2 separate regions of the Cricetulus griseus genome follow, and region 1 is linked to region 2. A link is a contact called in public Hi-C data. All regions are on one chromosome and are shown on one strand. Each heading gives the region's core, a stretch centred on a gene start, on an enhancer-like site or on the middle of the called end of the contact. The rest is flanking DNA. Distances are from core to core; before and after follow the strand shown. Region 1 holds the start of Phldb2 (pleckstrin homology-like domain family B member 2). Region 2 has its middle 54 kb from the start of Phldb2.

Region 1 (3,296 bases), core at 259-2,758, 54 kb after region 2:
GGTTCAAGCTCAAGGGGACACAATAAAGGCAACTTCTGACTGGAGTGTGATAAGGCAGAAAGTGGAGACAGCGTTTCTCATTTCTTGAAGGTGTTTTGTTATACTTAAGCAGTAATATAATTGGAAGGTAAGCAGAATCAAGAATGTCTTTATTTTTATTGAGATTTGGTAAGGGATTTGAAGTTGATGGAGATGAGGGGAAGGACAGTGTGTAACTCGTGAATTTATTATTGTGGTGCAAATCCTACCGGGGTAGTGGGCGGAGAACACTCAAAAATGCAAACCATTTTTTATAGGAATGGCTACAGCAGAAATTACAAGTCAAACTTTAGGGGCTGGCAAGGTTGTTAATCTGCTAAGAGCTGTACCACTCTTGTAGAGGATCAAGTTTGGCTGTGAAAACCCACGTTGTTTCTGCCCCGCCCCCCTCCATTCACGTGCACATACAGGCACAAAAACACACATACATATACATAGTAAAATATATTTAATTTTAAAAGTCAGACTTTTACTTACACAAATGCAACATTTTAAATAAGCATTTTGTTACATGAGTTTACTCACAGCTCCAGGCATTTTGCATAGATGAAGCAGAGGCTGCCTTGCTGTGCACCAGCACCACCGGTACCTCTGTTGTACCAACCTTAGAGACATCCTTGCTGGTAGCAACTGTCCCAGGCTACGTTGCTATTAATTAAAGAGCTTGCTGGTCCTTGCGCTTTCCTTATGCTGTGCGTTCCTCCAGGGTTGTTGTCTTTCATCACTGTAACCCCACTGGGCCAGAACTTTGCAGGCAATCCCATCTGGGCGTGTCAAGATGGACTGTGGGTCGTCCTCCCCAGTCCATTTCCTAGCCTCCCAAGGAAGCAATAGTGAAAAAAGTCCACATTAGTATAGTTTTCACTGGTTATGTTAAATTTATGGAAAACATCGAACCGTTTATGAGACACCATTCCAAGGAAATCGGTGTCACAGAGTTTTAAAGTCTTCTCATTCCTGCCCTTACCCCAGGCGTCGCCCTGCTGTTTGGCACAACTGCTTTCCTGACGCATCAGGTAAACCTGCCCCGGGGAGAACAGTGTGTGGCAGAGGTGCGGTCCCCTGGAGTTTCCCAGAGCAGAAACTTCATCATGGGGAAGAAACCTCCACCCGAGGACGTGTGTTCTCCTGTCCCATTTCCACCTTCTTTTAAAAAAAGAAAAGAAAAGAAAAATCCAGTCACAAAGGTTTCTACTACATTGCTGCGAACACAGCTTTGAGAAGGTGGGGCAGGGTGATGAGTAGCCAGGCACTTCAGCAGCACTAAAAGCAGGAGCAACTTAGCTGCCTAGGAGCCGGAAGGCGCCCTGACTTCACAGCTGGAACTCCAAGGACCCGCTGCTGTGATTCGGGAGGGGGTCGGGACCAGGGACCGAGCTTGGTGGAGTCCACCATCGTGGTCCGAGGGGCGCCGCTGAGTGTGGCACGGAGCAAAGCGGTGTGTCTGCCTTAGGTGGCCACGGGCACCCAGCCGCCTCGTCACCCTAGGTGAGTAGAGGGCTACCGTGGTCCTGGAGGAGCGGACTGAGCTGCTTTTGCGAACCCTGGCGGCTGCCTGGGGACACAGCGTCCCCCGCACTCGAGTTGGTAGCCGCCGGTCGCGCTGGGGAGGTCGGGGGCGGAGAGGAGGCGGTGGCCGCCCCCACCGGGAGGGGCGCCCAGAGTGCGCGGTGCGCGGCCTCAGGGACTGGCTGGCTGCAAGGCTGTGGCGGCTGCGGCGGCTGCGGTGGCTGCGGGAACCCGGACTAGGACCGCAGGGAAGGAGGGCGGGAGCGAGGGCCAGGCCCAAGGGCAGCGGGACCTGTGAAGAAAGCTGCGACTACAGAGAAAGATGAGCTGGTGAGTGGGCGCCTTGGGCGCAGGTTTTCTTTGCGTCCCTTGCAGGCTGTAGGGACAAAAGCCTGGGCAGGGGTCTGGAGAGCCCGAACCGTACCACCCTAGGATACTCTGCCCTCCTTATGCATGACGATGTCGGGTAGAGGGCTCGTGGGGAAGGGGTGCTCAGTACGGTGACGCCTCTAGAGTGGTTGAGGCGAAAAGGCAGGATTTAATTAAGGGTCTCTAAGGCAACTTTCGCGGAAACTTGCTTAAGCAGAGATCTAGACCCCAGGAAAAGAGAAGGTCCACAGCTGGATCCTGAGGAATATGGGGTTCCGAGAGGATCTTTTTGAATTAGGCTTCTAGATGTACTTTGTTTCCAGAGTGAGGCTGCAGGGTGAGCCTCCGGACCCAGATTCTCACCAGGAGTCCTTGATTGCGATTCAGCTATAGTTTCCCTAAACGTAGATGGTATAGTGTTCCCTTCGCCCTTAGTGATGGCAGCTCCAAATCATGGGATCCTTTCGACCCTGTTTCACAAGCTCCCTACACTGCGAGGAGCAGTTGAACTGTTCTTGGTGCGCTCAGTAACTTTGCCCCAGCTATCAGCACTTGAAGCCCCAAGGACCTGGCTAACTCCCGCCACCACCAGGAAATTAAAAGGCTGACGGGCTGTCCCTTCCCGGATTGGGATTTCCTGTTTGGAAAAGCTTTACAATTCCAACCTCCTTCCAGCGGTTCCTCTTTTACCTTTCTCACTTAAAAGAGGGAAGACTCCTGCAGCCTTTTATGTGGACCGGCTAGGGCTGGAAATCCTTTAGCTCGGCCCAGCCCTCTTCCCTGGAAGTCTTCCTTTTGTGGTTCTGAAATAACTCGAGCTTTGGGATGCACAACTAGTCACAGCCCGGCGCAGCTGTGAGGGGTCTAGAAGAGACATAAAATGTGGAGTCCGTTAGTATAAATATCTGCCAGCCGCATTTCCTTCCAGAATATGAATGTGTAAGTTACAGATGTAAATTTTCAACTATGATGCTTGTAACTAGGCTCCCAACGTGGGCTTAATTTGGACGTTTGAGATTTTTTTCTTTGGGCTTCAAACGTTTGAATTTAGCTGGGAGCCTCCAAATATGGTTCACAGTTCCACAGGGTTAAACTTTTGCCCTTGGATCACTTGAATTCTTTGTTCCTGGTAGGATAGCAACAGAGTAGTTGGATTTGGGATAAATAAACCTTGAGAGTAGCCCACTATTTTAACAGAATATGCCTGGTGCCGTTGGCTTCAATTGTGTAAATATTTATTTGAATAAAGAGCTAAGATTCTCTGAAAAGTAGCAGTTGTATCTTTCGAGGTTCCCTTTTCCTATCTCGGACTTAGTTGTTTAAAAGGTTTTTATTTATTTATTTTTCCTGATAAATTCATTGTGTAACTTAAACATAAC
Region 2 (3,542 bases), core at 694-3,193:
CATGTTGAGGTAACACCCAACCATAAAATGATTTTCGCTGCTACTTCATAACTGTAATTTTGCTGCTGTTACAAATTGTAATATAAATATTTTATATGCTGGATATCTGATATGTGACCCCCAAAGGGATCTCGACCCATAGGTTAAGAACCACTGGTCCAGAATTACACAAAATCATCTAAGTCAATACTTACTTTATAATAAAGTGTCTGTCTCAAGTGGTTTATTGAATAATATAATGAAAGCAAACATAAGGATGGTTGTATGAATACATTCTCATGTCATTATAACATTGAAACATTATGTTGAACCATAAAATTCAGAGACTCTCTACTTATTGACATATTCTCTTTACATATGTAGACAGATATTTGATTTTGTTGAATTATGCGGGATTCCTGCCCTGTTCCGAAGCCTTCACAGAGCCCTCAAATAACACACAAAACACTATATTAATTGCAATCTGTTGGCCAGTGACTAGGATTTCTTTTTCTTTTCTTTTTTTTTTCCCGAGACAGGGTTTCTCTGTGGCTTTGGACGCTGTCCTGGAACTAGCTCTTGTAGACCAGGCTGGTCTCGAACTCACAAAGATCCACCTGCCTCTGCCTCCCGAGTGCTGGGATTAAAGGCGTGCGCCACCAATGCCCGGCTGACTAGGATTTCTTATAGGCTAGCTTGCTCTTAAGTATTAACCCATAACTACAAATATATGTATTTCTACATGGTCTTATCTTACCAAGAACGACAGACTCATGCATCCTCTCCTCTTGGGATCATATGGTGACCTCTTTCTACTACACTTGCCAGAATCGTCCTTGTCTCCTAATCCTGCCTATCTTGCTTCTCTATTGACCAACAGTGTTATATATATATATATATATATATATATATATATATTATATATATATATATATGCCTATTCCCCAAATCCAGTTCAGAATGTTCCAGGAAATTCTTTCCTTCATGCCTTGTAGCAGCTAATTCCTCTCCCACTCCCAACCCCGAACAACTGCCAACACATTCCCTATAATTTTGTCTTTTCTAGAGATGCCATAAAAATATGACAAATAACTTTTTGTTTCTCCTTTGATCTTTTCTCTCCTTTTTGAGTTCTTAAGATGAAGAAAACCTAAGTTAGAATGGTGAGGGACTTGGTAAGTCCAGTGAAAAGAGTACATTGGAGGTCCTCACTAAGGTACTAGTCCATAATATCCCCACACTCTGAGGACACTGAGAACCAATGCAGAGATACCACGCTGCATCTGATACCACACCAGCATCAGAGGTGCTGCAATCACTAGCTGTATAGTCTAGGCAGCCAACTAAAAGTTTTTGGAGTTCAGTTCTCTTCAGATACTATGAGGATAACAATGCCCAATGCATAGCTCTGATGTGAAGAATAAATTAATATATGAGTACATGACACAGGGTTAGACACACTTTAGAAATGGTTATTCCCCATCATCAGTGAATGAGTTTCTGTTGGCTAGGCAGTCATTTAGCACACGTTTTGTTGAGATAAATAACATAAGGAGAGGATGTAGTAACTGGAGAATAGACTTCAAACATTGACTCCATTAAATTTTAAAAGAAGAATGTGTCTCAGAGATACACTGTAGGGGGTGATTTACCGAATGCAGTTAGCTGAACACTGCTCTATTTCCTTGCTAGAGTAACTACACTTTTTTTCTTTTCTTTCTTTTATCTTTTTCTGGGTTTGGATTTGGGGGTTTGTTTGTTTACTTGTTTGCTTTGGTTTTGGTTTTGTCAGTTTGTTTGGTTGGGGGTTTTGTTTTGTCCTGTTTAGTTATTGCCTAATTTTATGTCTCACTCATGGTTCTCAGCTATGACATGACTGAACATTCAGTCAGCTAGGGAGTGTTTAAAAATGACCCATGCCTGGGCCTGAGTCCAGAAATTCCAGTTCACTCATTAGAGAAGGTTACTGGGTAAGGAGGATTTCAAAGCTTCTCTTAGTTTTAGTAATGTATGTATGACCACTGCACAGAGCCCAGGACTGAATTAAAACATGGTTTGTCTGGGAGGTTCTAGGCAATGGTCTCTCAGTCATAGACTAGATTGTCCTCATGGTACAGGACTTGTGACATCTTAGGAAGACACAAACTGCAGAACCCAGACATGTCATGACATGCTCGTTTTTTTCTAACAGTTAGATGATGGTGTGATCATGCAGGAAGACTCCTTGTGAGTGACAGAGATGGTTTCCATTTGGAAGGAGGCGGTCCTCCACCTTCAGGTCTTCTGATGCCTCATCAGCCAACAGTCAGAGTGAGGTGTTTAAATACATGGTCTGCAGTGGTGGGTGTGTTTCTCTTGAGTATGAACTGCAAGATGACACAGTCTGTTCCTCTAACTTAACTCTCTGCTTACCTATGAAACCTAGACAAGCCTCAAGTCTCCTGTCCCCCTTGGTCATCAGTTTATAAAACAAATAGTTTATCTTATGAATCTAAGGAATTTTCCAGTTACTACAATGTTGCAATTTTGTGACTAATAAAATAATAAATTACTCAGGGTTCTGTTGTTAACTTTATTGCTGGTGCTTAAAAAAGGAAAAGCATATCTCATAAAATGATCATTTCATTCTTTATTGAAATCATTGGTACATAGATGTAAATAACATATTTTGTTTGAGTTGTATCTTTAAGCTATACTTCTTAGGAAATAGAAGGCCTCACTCTATACTTTGTAGAATGACCTAATAGCTATCTAATCAAGGAATTGCTATATTGATAAATCATTAGTCAGTACAGATAAGGTGCTAGTTAACACAGTGCTAGTTAATTTATTAACTGGCCAACTATTTTATTATAAAATGGTACATGACATGAGCTGTTACCCGATGAAATGATCAGGAGACTTGAGTGATATGTACATCCCTGGGAAAATCTCTCATCGGTCCACATAACTACAAGTGCCAGAAGAAAGTTCTACTATGGAATTGAAGGAAAGTTTGTTTAAAGAAAGGAAAACAACTTTAAATAGTAAAATAAATATTTTCCTCTGCCTGGGGGTGACCTGTGCTCAACCTCTTCCCTGTGAAAATGTTGTCTCCGAGCCTGTGGTTTTGCGGCATGTCAATAATTCTAAAGAGGCTGCCTGAATTCAGCCACTGGCCTCTTCCGAGCCACACAGGCCATCCTTGCCCACTTTTACCATAGACATCCACACTCCATAGGCTCCTCTTTTTATTTTTTTAAGATGAGTGCTCTTCCTTTAATGCCAACTTATAACTATATATGTCAGGTTTTTATCCCTGAAATACCTGAAGGAGATCTCCCTTCCCTATTTCTAAGGCATGCTTTGTCAGATCGACAGCTCTGCTGTCTATTGGTGATAGAGTTGGATGAAATTCAGGTCAATGAGATAACACGGACAAAGGAAGAGTCACTGTGAACTGAATTTTTTGGCCGAGTCAACTACAAAGGCTTGAGGACCACAGTGATGATGTAATCAAAGAAAGTGTCCAAAAGCAGGGGTCTAAACATTGCCTCAGGTAGATGATAAAGGTTCCTTGTTAG

Evidence for each region. A called contact is a pair of places that touch in the nucleus more often than the background predicts.
Region 1: a contact with region 2 is called in a Hi-C map of fibroblasts, with 1.9 times the contacts expected there. The contact joins the promoter of Phldb2 here to the enhancer-like site in region 2. A contact is called at or near these places in 2 of 8 Hi-C or Micro-C datasets (the CHO-K1 cell line and fibroblasts).

Annotation. Positions count from the first base shown.
Region 1 is chr4:44,757,210-44,760,505 of CriGri-PICRH-1.0, forward strand. Phldb2 (pleckstrin homology-like domain family B member 2) reads left to right here and starts at 1,509. Exons shown (of 20, transcript XM_035444527.1): 1 at 1,509-1,527. LOC103160595 (a long non-coding RNA gene) reads right to left here and starts at 1,563. Exons shown (of 3, transcript XR_003484828.2): 1 at 1,007-1,563; 2 at 644-850.
Region 2 is chr4:44,703,043-44,706,584 of CriGri-PICRH-1.0, forward strand. No RefSeq gene overlaps it. Among named protein-coding and RNA genes, the nearest start is that of Phldb2, 54 kb to the right of the region's middle. Within about 2 kb of position 1,944, at least 3 of the 6 cell types and tissues checked have open chromatin away from gene starts, as enhancers often do. A contact at or near this core is called in the CHO-K1 cell line and fibroblasts, where this site is marked.